Regions from separate parts of the Anas platyrhynchos genome. Here region 1 is linked to region 2. A link is a contact called in public Hi-C data. All regions are on one chromosome and are shown on one strand. Each heading gives the region's core, a stretch centred on a gene start, on an enhancer-like site or on the middle of the called end of the contact. The rest is flanking DNA. Distances are from core to core; before and after follow the strand shown. Region 1 overlaps LOC110354297 (vesicle-associated membrane protein 2). Region 2 holds the start of LOC110354299 (transcription factor HES-4).

Evidence for each region. Hi-C and Micro-C count contacts between places; a contact is called where the count stands out from the background.
Region 1: a Hi-C map of subcutaneous adipose tissue shows a contact between it and region 2, with 3 times the contacts expected there. The contact joins the enhancer-like site here to the promoter of LOC110354299 in region 2. A contact is called at or near these places in 3 of 8 Hi-C or Micro-C datasets (F1 follicle, liver and subcutaneous adipose tissue).

The regions. Positions count from the first base shown.
Region 1 is chr9:18,612,419-18,617,588 of IASCAAS_PekinDuck_T2T, forward strand. LOC110354297 (vesicle-associated membrane protein 2) reads right to left here. Exons shown (of 5, transcript XM_038183750.2): 2 at 1,701-1,815. Among named protein-coding and RNA genes, the nearest start is that of PER2, 30 kb to the left of the region's middle. Within about 2 kb of position 1,858, at least 1 of the 8 cell types and tissues checked has an H3K27ac peak or open chromatin away from gene starts, as enhancers often do.
Region 2 is chr9:18,491,887-18,496,971 of IASCAAS_PekinDuck_T2T, forward strand. LOC110354299 (transcription factor HES-4) reads left to right here and starts at 1,501. Exons shown (of 4, transcript XM_072042292.1): 1 at 1,501-1,704; 2 at 2,187-2,282; 3 at 2,434-2,509; 4 at 3,305-4,087. The coding sequence starts at 1,501. The coding sequence ends at 3,750.

The DNA.
Region 1 (5,170 bases), core at 608-3,107, 120 kb after region 2:
TGTGATTTAATGATTAATTGTCCATTCCCTATTAAGCAATATCTGCTGGACATGCGATAGCCACTCAAAACTACCCCATACCAACCTCCACCTCCCTCTCAAACTGAAGCTGAAGAAAATGTGGATGCTAATTACCACCTGCATAATCCTCAAGTCCAAGAGCTACACATTCTCCTCTCCTACTGGGTGAGAGTTCCTGACAAAATGACTCCATTATGCTTCACAAGAACTTGCATGGGCTTCAGCGAGAATTACCAGACTGTGGAATATCTCAGACAGAAAGTGGGGGCTCACTGGAGCCATCTCCTTTGATGTGCTTGAAGAGCCCTATATGTCTGACCTGCATTACTCCTTTTAAGTAATGATGAGCAATTATTTTTCATTTTTTAGGGACAAATACTTTTACTGTAGCTCACATAAACAATTACAGCACCATTATGAAGTAATACGTTCAGTACCAGAAGTTTATTTCATTATTCTGACCCAAGACAGAAGCTGAAGTGTAATGCTCCTTTCCCTGCTGCAAGAGACACTCCATTAACATCAATGAAGTTACAGTGATGTGAAAATCAGTGATAATGAAAGAACCAGGCCTAGATATTTCTGCAGTCAGAGAATGTTCTTGTGATCAGCTCAAAGCATCAGCAAAAGAGAGGCCAGAAAGACCCTGGTTCAGGTTTCAGCAAAGAAAAGTTCTCAAAGAGACAAACCTCAATCTGACAGATGTATTTAATTCATCTTAAGAAAGGCATTTGAGTTGGATGTTGTGAGGTCTTTTACAGTATACCTAAAGCTTTTGAAAAGTGGCCTTTTTGCTGGTAAACAGCTATTTTCTATCTTTTATTTTACTGACTTTGAATAAAAGAATCACACAGGCCCTGGCCATTTCCACGTGGGCAGTAATTAAGTACTTAAGTCTTTGTAGGGGTTTAGCAAAACTCTGTACTAAGTAACCAGCACACAAATGTGCACAGTAAGTGTGCAAGGATGCTACAGCTGCTGCTGTACCCCTGTTACACTCAGGGTACACCCATGAGCAGCAGTATGCTCGGTCTCTCCCATTACCACGGCAGTTAGGTGGATGCTGGCATTACAGCCAAGGTGTCAGGGATTTTCTGTATACCACAAGAATTTAAGAATCCATGCTGGAACAGGCACATGTTCCTCCAGGACCATTCAGAAGGAGTGAGGACTTGTTAAAGATGTTGTTGTGATGTCATGTGTGGGTGCCTTTCTTTGGGGATAGATTCTGATGATTAATCGTTACAGCTCTGACTAATAAACACAGCCCTCACCTGTACAGCACTCATAGCTTGCATGTTATCTACAGGAGGCCAGAGGTTTGTCTCTATAAAACAGCCGGTGAGATTAGTATCCAAAATTTAGGAATGCAGGAACACGTTAAAAGAGCTGATTCACTATGACATCTCCTCCTAATGTGACTATCTGTGATGAATTCCTGAATCAGCACCGATGTCCATATTCATGCTGCGGAAGTGTTACCAGTACAAGAACGTTCACACTCAGAATACCTCCTGCACTGTCTGCCTCCTCAGAAATGCCATCCTTTGGAAAACCTCATTTCCTAGACCCACCATCTTCAGACAAGCAGGATCGCTAGTGAGGCAAGCATCTTAAAGAAACAGAAATCACAACACCAACCATTTGTTGTGAGCAACAAATCACGCAGAGCGACTTACCTCATCCACCCGGGCTTGTGTCTGCTGCAGCCGTTTGCTGCTTGCCACATTGGCAGGAGGTGGCCCTACAGCCCCAGCACTGGTGGCACCTTGGGTAGGAGGAGCTGGAGCAGACCTAGATCCAAAAGAGAGAACATAAAAAGTGACTGAATCCATCTTCACCTGTTCACTACTCTCTTCTGGAGCAAGTCAAAGGTTCATATCTCCTTTAAAAGGAGTTGTCCATTGTCTGACAGCCCTCCATTCCTGGATCACAGCCCTGATGTCCCACTCCATCCTACTCTGCAATTAGTTTGCATGCTATTTCTTGTTGGGTCCATATCAAACTCCTCCCCTCCCTTGCTGCCTCTTTAAAAAACAAGCAGTTCTGATCATCTACCCTAAGTTAGTCCAAGGACCAATCTGATCACGGGCCTGGCTAGCAGGGCAGAGCTTATATCCCACTAAGAAAACAGACTTTAGTCCAGGTATTTTGTGTTAATATTATGGGAGCAAGGGCTGCAAGCCTGTCTTCCTCTTCAGCATGCTGAAAGACGGGCTCCCCTGCTCCTTGATGTCGGGCTGGAACCTAACCAAGTAAAGATAAACAAAGGAGAAGAGAGAGAAACGGAGGAGGAAGTGGGGGCAAGAACCACACTGCATGGGGTTAGTCATCTCAGGCACTCAGCAATGTTTAAACACCCCACTGATGGCCATCAAATGCCCCCTCTGAGCAGCTGGCCAGGCTTCAACACCTGCCATGGACCCCAGATGAATATTTGCAGCAATGCTTTGAGCAGAGCCCTGATTTAAGCATCAGCTCCACTCTTAAGCATCAACATCAGTTTCCCCCAGGCTTGCTTTAAAATAACAGAAGACAGAGTGAAAGCCCCTCGAAATGCAACAGGGGATCAGGTCTATGCCAGTGCACGAGCTTGTGCAGGCACGTCACCTTGCTGGCCTGAACAGGGTCCGTCAGCCTCAGCCTGTCCTTCTTCACACCCTCACTTCCAGCATGTGAAACCTTCCCTTTCCTTTCAAGGGACCCCTGCCACCTCTTCCTGCAGGGAAATAAAACCCTTCCTGGAGCTGCAGAGGAAATCCCTTAAGCATGTGGACTGAAAAATATCAGAAATCCCACTCCTGCATTACCAATGCCTTCCCACATCGACAGACCGAGAGAACACAGTGTTTCTCTATGAATCATTCTCTTTTACACCCTGGGGTCTGATTAATGCTGCTGGAATTATGGCCCCATTAAGACACAGTCAAAGTGCCTAGAGGCACCTAAAGTTTGTTCCCTAGAGGTACCTAAAGCTGCAAAATTCAGTTTGACAGCACTGCCTGTGGGCTGAGATCCCTACAGATAACTGGGACCCTCACACCGACTCCCAGCGATGAAGCTGCTGTTAGCAGACCTGGAGCACTGCTGCATCTCACATTTCTTTTTTAAGCTGCAGGTGAGAATGGCATTGCCAAGCTGTAGTTGAAAGAAAAGAATTTGAGCTGTACAGAAATTGCTTACGCCTTGAGGACTTCACTGCCCCTATTAAAAACATAAAAGACCAGATGCTGTTGCCACCTGCAACAGAATGACATCACTGAAGGACCGTGGGCCGGGATCTCAGCAGAATTTATTCTGAGTTTATATGGTCATAACAAAGGATCAAAATCTGACCATAACGTATACGAGCCCAAATAACGCCAAACAAGATCACATCTGGAGCATTAGTAACTTCAAAAGCAATTCCTAGAACTATTCAGATCAGAACAACTGATCTAAAGTTGAAATTGTGAAATTTCTTTGCTGTCAAAGAAATAGACAGGCTTTTCCCCAGTCAACATAAGCAGGTATTTTTCTGGGGAAGCACTGTGTCATATTTCTCACTACTACAAATGTTAGCACAAGAGAGGACCTCTGTTACATACTGCCAGCATCCCGGAGACCAATTTTCATCTTTTTTTGTGTGTGTGTTTCCCTGGCTGTCCTTAAAATGATTTGGCATAAAGTAGACAGTTCCCAGTTTGTTTTCTCCCAGCTCCTTGCTGCCATCTCATTTAGTTTAACCTATTTTTCCTGGGGTTGCTCTGCTCCCTGCACAAGCAAGGAATGGTATCAGCAATGGTTGCTTTTACAGCTGCCTTTACGATCCGGCTACATGTAGCTACTCTAACTACCAGAGAGAGATGACAATCTTTATGCTAAGGTACAGCAAGCTTGTAATTAACAACCACATCTTAGTCAATTACGCAAAATCTAATACAGGAGCAGCCAGAGCTGGATGCTGCCTACAGAGCAGATGCACCCTTCCCCAACCTTTCGTCCCTGGAGTCGTGCTCTCTTTACAGAACACCAGCGCCTGCCTGACCCAGGGCTTTGGGGGTCAGAGCAGTGAGCAAGCAGAAGAGGCACAGCAGCCAGCAAGGGTTCCCAGCCATGCTGTAGGAAGGCAGCTAACGCCACCAGCGGGTCTTGCGGGTTAACAAGGCATAAGCCCTCTCACATGATTAGGCAGCACATAACATCCAAAAGAGGTGAAACAGGGACAAAAGTACCTGCATCACCTCCTTCTCCCAGCCTCCCAGGGTACTTCAGAGCAGGACTGAGGGTCTCCATGCTTCTGGCTCAGCCCTGTCAGTGTTTGAGCTCTGTAGAAAGGATCCCAGCAGGGCGGCAGCAGCAGAAGACGGTACTTCTATGAGCTACCATGGCTCCAGTCCCACAGGGTATTTGTTAAGAGTTTGTCTTTGAACCTACATTTTTTAATACAGAGGGAAGCGAAGACTTAAGGCACTGGAAAGCAACAATGCTCTTTGTGATATTCTGGTGCAAAAATGGTAGAATGAAAGTCCAACCTACATTTACATTGTGCTATTATTGCCTCTGTACTGTGTCACATCAACTTATAATTTCTCGGAAGCATTACTCAAACGAATTTATGCAAAACATTAATGCTATGTTAGGCTTTCTTTTAAAGTAGTGATGCTTCTTGTACTTCAAAGTCTTACTTCTTGTGGCTTGGCCTGAATTTTAGGAGCTATAAAAGAATGAAAAATCCATATAAAAACCCTGTCACTGGGCCCTTAGCCTTCAGACCTGTGTACTAATTTTTTTACAAGGGAGTAAATATAGTTATCACTGATGCTGAGAATCTCACTGTCAGGAACAGGTCAAATTTATTTTGCAAGAAATAATGCTCTATTACTGTCAGTGCAAAAGGGGTATAAATCCCTAGCAAATCTTCTTAAATAGCAAGCACTGTTGCAGAGCTCTGTATTACACTCTAGGAGAGCGACAAGTGACAAAGAAGCAATACCACAGACTCATCTAGGTTGGAGGAGACCTCCAAGATCACCGCGTCCAACCTCTGAGCTAACACTAACAGGTCCTCCACCAAACCATATCAGTAAGCTCTACATCCAAACATCTTTTAAAGACCTCCAGCAGGTTCAGCACGCCTGAGGACAGCCCTGCGTGCTTGGAGCAGTTA
Region 2 (5,085 bases), core at 251-2,750:
ACCATCACTTGGCACGAAGGACAAACTGTCCCCTCCCATGTCCTCCTCTCCCTGAGAAACAAACTCCATCCCATCTCAGGCTCTCCCTCGTGCACCCTTGCCAAGTAGGGCACTTATAAAACCAAGCAACTGCACCCAGTGCCTGCATTTGACTAACAACCCCTGCCTGCAAGATACCACGTCTGGGGACATGTTTTCATCAGGAGCCCAGGCAGCAGTGCGTGCAGACACACTGCAGTTATGTTTGCATTCACACACATACAAACATACACCCACACAGTGTTTAAGCAAGGGACGTGATGTCCTTGCTTTTATTCCTGGGGTACATCACCACCTACGGTTGAAGGGGTGGAGTGAGGGCTCTGCAGCTGCAGCGCTGTGCCGGGCGATGGGAAATCCCAAGAGCAGCTCGTGGTGGCTTTTGGTGCTTCTGAACCACTCGAGCTTCTTCCTGTCCATTTAAATAAGGTGGCACATTCAACACCACCCTAAAGGGCTTCACCTCCGTGACTCAACAGGACACTGCCAGATCCTGCTCATTAGCAAAGCAACTGTCAGAAAGCAAAAGCACAGTCATGAAAGATGCCTTCATACTCCCCCTCAAAACCAGACAGAAGTGAGGAAGCATAAAGGCACATTCTCATCCTGTGCCAAGTCTGCTTTGAAGGCCCATGTGCTTCCGCACTAGCATTTCAGAGGATTAGAAACAAACAAAAACACCCTCCCCCCCAAAGCACCCCAGACTCCTGGCAGCATGAAAGGGGGAAAAAAGCAAACAAGTAAAAGTCCCACAGAATTAGCAGGACCGAACTCACCTCTAGGTTTGCTTGCATGTGCAATTGTCTGTAAGTTTAATATTAAATACTACACGGCAGTCAAAAATTAGAAGAGCTTCGTATTTCTTACATCTAGCTGCGTACAGCAGAGAATTTGGGTTCTCAAGAGGCAAATGAAGTGCTTTCCCTAGAGGATTTTTTGATGAATACAATGTTTCTGTAGCTGTCTGCTGTCAACAGTTTTTAATCGATCGTCGTTGCCTTGCAATAACAACTCCCAGGAGCAGGAACTGGTCGATCAAGCACTCTATTATTAAATTAAGAGGCTGCTTCAAAGATTTAAAGTGATTGAGGCTCAGGTTAGCAGGTAAAAAGCAGCACTGGCTCAAGGAGATGCAGGGAAAAGAAAGACCCATGGGAGGCATTTTCCCAGGTGTAACTCGACTGGTTCCCAGCTATTGTTTTCCTCCCTGGGAATCTGTGCAAATTGAGCAAGGAGCCACGCAAGCTGCTCAGAGCGCGCCCATTTTGCTTCCCTCCTTCCTTAACAAAAGATCCCTACAAAGCAAAGCTTTGGAGGCTGGACATCTGTCGCCGTTTGGGGGGGCCGGCGTGGTCATTGAAAAGATGCAGTGACCTGTCAGCTTTGATTGATGGCCACAAACCTCTGGGCTCGACCCCTCGTGTGGGAAAAGAAGTCCCGCCAAGGCAAGGCCCCTTTCACATGCTAATTCTGGGTTATAAATACAGCAGAGGAGCAGAGGAGAGGCAGAGAGCCTGTAGGGACAGGGAGCGACCTACTGCCCGAGTGCCTCCTCCACGTCCCTGTCCTCACAGCGTGCCAGGGCGGCCAGGCTGGATTACAATGACTGCCGCAGCCACAGCCGGCGGCGTGCACAAGCTCTCCAGCACCAAGGAGGAAAGGAAGGTAGGTCCCAGGGGAAGCCCACGCGCGGATGGACGCTGGAACTCGGCAGGTGAACGATGGGGGCTACGGACTTCTAGGAAAGAGAAACACAACATTTGCATCCTCTTATTATACAGATGCTTTCTCTGAATTTAACCCACGTGGGTGTTGGTGTTTTTCTTCTGCTTCCTTTCTCTGCCTTAGAAAGGTTTCTGTCTTTTGGTTTCAGTTGGGTAAGCTGTGGTTAATAGGAGTGTAAGTAAGAGAATTCAGACCTAGCACGGCCCAAAGGACAGGCCCTTACCAGAGCTAGAGACCAGAGCTCCCCATCTGTAACTTGCCGAGTGCCGCATCGCTGCGCGCTGGTTTCGCGCAGAGATTTGACCTTCCTGGCTCCAGGGAAGCCCACACAGCCCTGTTAGGCCCTCGCTCCACTGCAGCAGAGAGGTGAAAAAGAAATCATCTGCAATTCTTCCTCCTCCTCCTTTTCTCTTCCTTGCCAGCTAAGGAAGCCTCTCATTGAGCGGAAGCGAAGGGAAAGGATCAATAACTGCTTGGACCAACTGAAAGAGACCGTTGTGGGTGCGTTTCACCTGGATGTAAGTGCTCACTTTTACACAGATTTTGTCCTGCTGATGGGGATTGTTTGGCTTTTGGGGGGACAGGCAGGGGGCTTTGTCTTCTGGGAAACTTGGCATTGCACAAATACATCGTGGCCTCTCAGCTGCTGAACTCTCTCTTTATTAGCAGTCTAAACTCGAAAAAGCAGACATCCTCGAAATGACAGTCAAACACCTTCAGAACATCCAAAACAGCAAGTTGATGGGTAAGTGCACCTTCCCTACAGCCCCTGATGCTCAGGGCAGCCCTGGGGGTGTCAGGAGAGCACAGCTCCAAGCCTTTAGCTGGCAGCTTGGCAAAAGCCTCCTTCAAACCTGTTGAGGCCCGAGTTGAGGTCTGGGCTTGGCTTTCACCACTAGATGGGGAGATGGAGCTGAACACTTGGTAACCCACGGAAGCTTTTTCTTCCAGTGCCGGTTTCTCCTTTTGTTCTTTTTTGGCTCTGCTTGCTGGTGGGCAGCAGGATGCTGGGGCGGCCTGGCCAGGCAGCTCATTCTCCGCACCACCTCCCCCTGAACCTTGCAAAGCACTAACATATCATAAAGCCCAAGCGATTTAAATCAGGCTGAAAACGGGGCAGGAAGCAATCTACCTACTCTACTCCAGGAGCCAGTATCTTGGCCTTACAGAATACATTTTTCAGTGTCTCCCAGTGTCTTAAAAGGGCCCCAAAAGGCAGCTATAGACTGGCAGGGAAGCTCCCTGAGATATCCCTGTTCCAGTGGGAAACTCCAGCAGGACACCTGAGCCCTGTACCCCCTCCAGCCTGGACCCCACTGCTCTGACTTGCACCATTTGCAGAGCTTTTGCCTCACCCTGGGAGCAGCAGGGCCCTGACCTGCTGCAGCCCCCCTGCAATGATTTCAGCTGGAAGCTCAGTGTGGTTTCAGCAATAAGCCCCCACAGGGGCCAATGCAGACAGGACCGTATCAAATGTTTTTAAGTTGGACGTGCAGGTTTTACACACTTACCAACTCCAGTTGCCTTCTGTTCAATGCAGCTGATTCCAAAGTGGGCCTTGAAGCTCAGCAGAGGTACAGCACTGGATACATTCAGTGCATGCACGAGGTCCACAACCTTCTCCTCACCTGCGAGTGGATGGACAAGACACTTGGGGCCCGTCTGTTAAACCACCTGCTGAAATCTTTACCGAGGTCTGGTGAAGACACCTGCAAAGCAGCATTAAGATCTTCGAGCCCATCTCAGCAGCCTCTCTTGACGCCAAAAACCCCACTGGGCCCTAAGGGGAACACTCCCAGCACAAATCCATCTCAGGAGCACTTCTACCCAGTGGAGAACAAACAGGCTTTCAAAAATTCATTCCAGCTGCCCTTGCTGTCGGTTTTCAGCCAGGTCGATGCTGTGCCTCCCAGACAGGTCCTGCAGCTGAATTTTTCCCATAATAACCCTAGTATGGGGTCATTAGATATGTGGAGACCATGGTAAAATGTGTTTTCAAATGTTTATCCTAACCTTAGACACTTATGTATGTATCTTATAGATATGTTTCTTTAAAACACTTGTGGAGCAAGTCTGTTCCTGTAGGTGTACTAAAGACCAGGGTACTTCAAGCCGAAGTAAACCTATGTGTAGCCTGCATTGTAGAAGGCTGCTATTATTTTGTATTTATTTAATACGTCTAAATTATTGTATAGAATCCTCTCATGTTCTTTAGTGTATATTAATTATATAACTTTCTTGTCTTACATTCCTAAAATAATTATCTTTCTATTAATAAAGAAACAAGACAATGAGCAACAACCCCTCTTACACCAAGCTTACCTCTCGGGTCTCACGTCGCAGCTGAGATCACTTCACCGGATAAAGAAGTAAACAGTCAATTTCTTCTTCCCTTTTTTTTTTTTTTTTTTTTTTTTTTTTTAATAATAGTATTATTGCGCAACTATTTCAGTTCTGATTCCTGTAACAATGCTGCAATGACTAGAAAAAAAAGAAAGGGAAAGATGTTGTTTAGACGTTTTAGACTATTCAGAAATACTATCTGTATTGCTCACCTTAGATGTGCTGTTTCCAACGCCTGACCATGCTGATACAACTGTTAAATTAGTGAGCTAAGTGTAAATATATGTTACATATTGTTACATTTAGGAATTTTTATTTTGTTTATTCTAAATAAACTTTTGGAAGATAATGATTGATATTTCTCCCAGCCTTGTTCTGTCTGCTCTGAGTACACAATACTTGGGAATCTGCTTTTGTTTTCTTCTTTCACAAATAGTTTTCCTTGAAGCAATTGAAAGTGTTCAGTTTTTTTGACCCTGATGCTTTGTAGAAAAAGCAGCACACGCATGCTCACACACACATACACAAAGAATCACCTGGATCATGGTAATACTTAAAAGTTACAAAAAAAAAAAACAACCCACAAACAAGAGTTGGGCTTATGAACCTGGGCCAACACTTGAGGTTTTACTTTTAAGGGAGTTGCAGACAGACTCTGAAGGGCAGAAGGTGAAATAACCTACCAGTAAGATCAGGACAAATCTGCTTAACTTGTTGACAACATTTGGTCACAGTTTTTCAACTCAAAGGCAGTTAAAAGCCCTTCACAGTTAAAAGAAAAGAGCAAGGATCTCTTAAACAAACACTGTGCATACTAAATAATGGATCCCCAGTTCAGAGAGACTAATTATGCAGTGTGATCTATTTGATGATGTGTTGAAAGAGTGAAAAACATCACCTCTGGCTTTAGCATCCTTTTCTGTGAAGCTGTCCCTTTCATCCATCACTCCTGAAGAGCTATTAGAAGTGGTAACATAA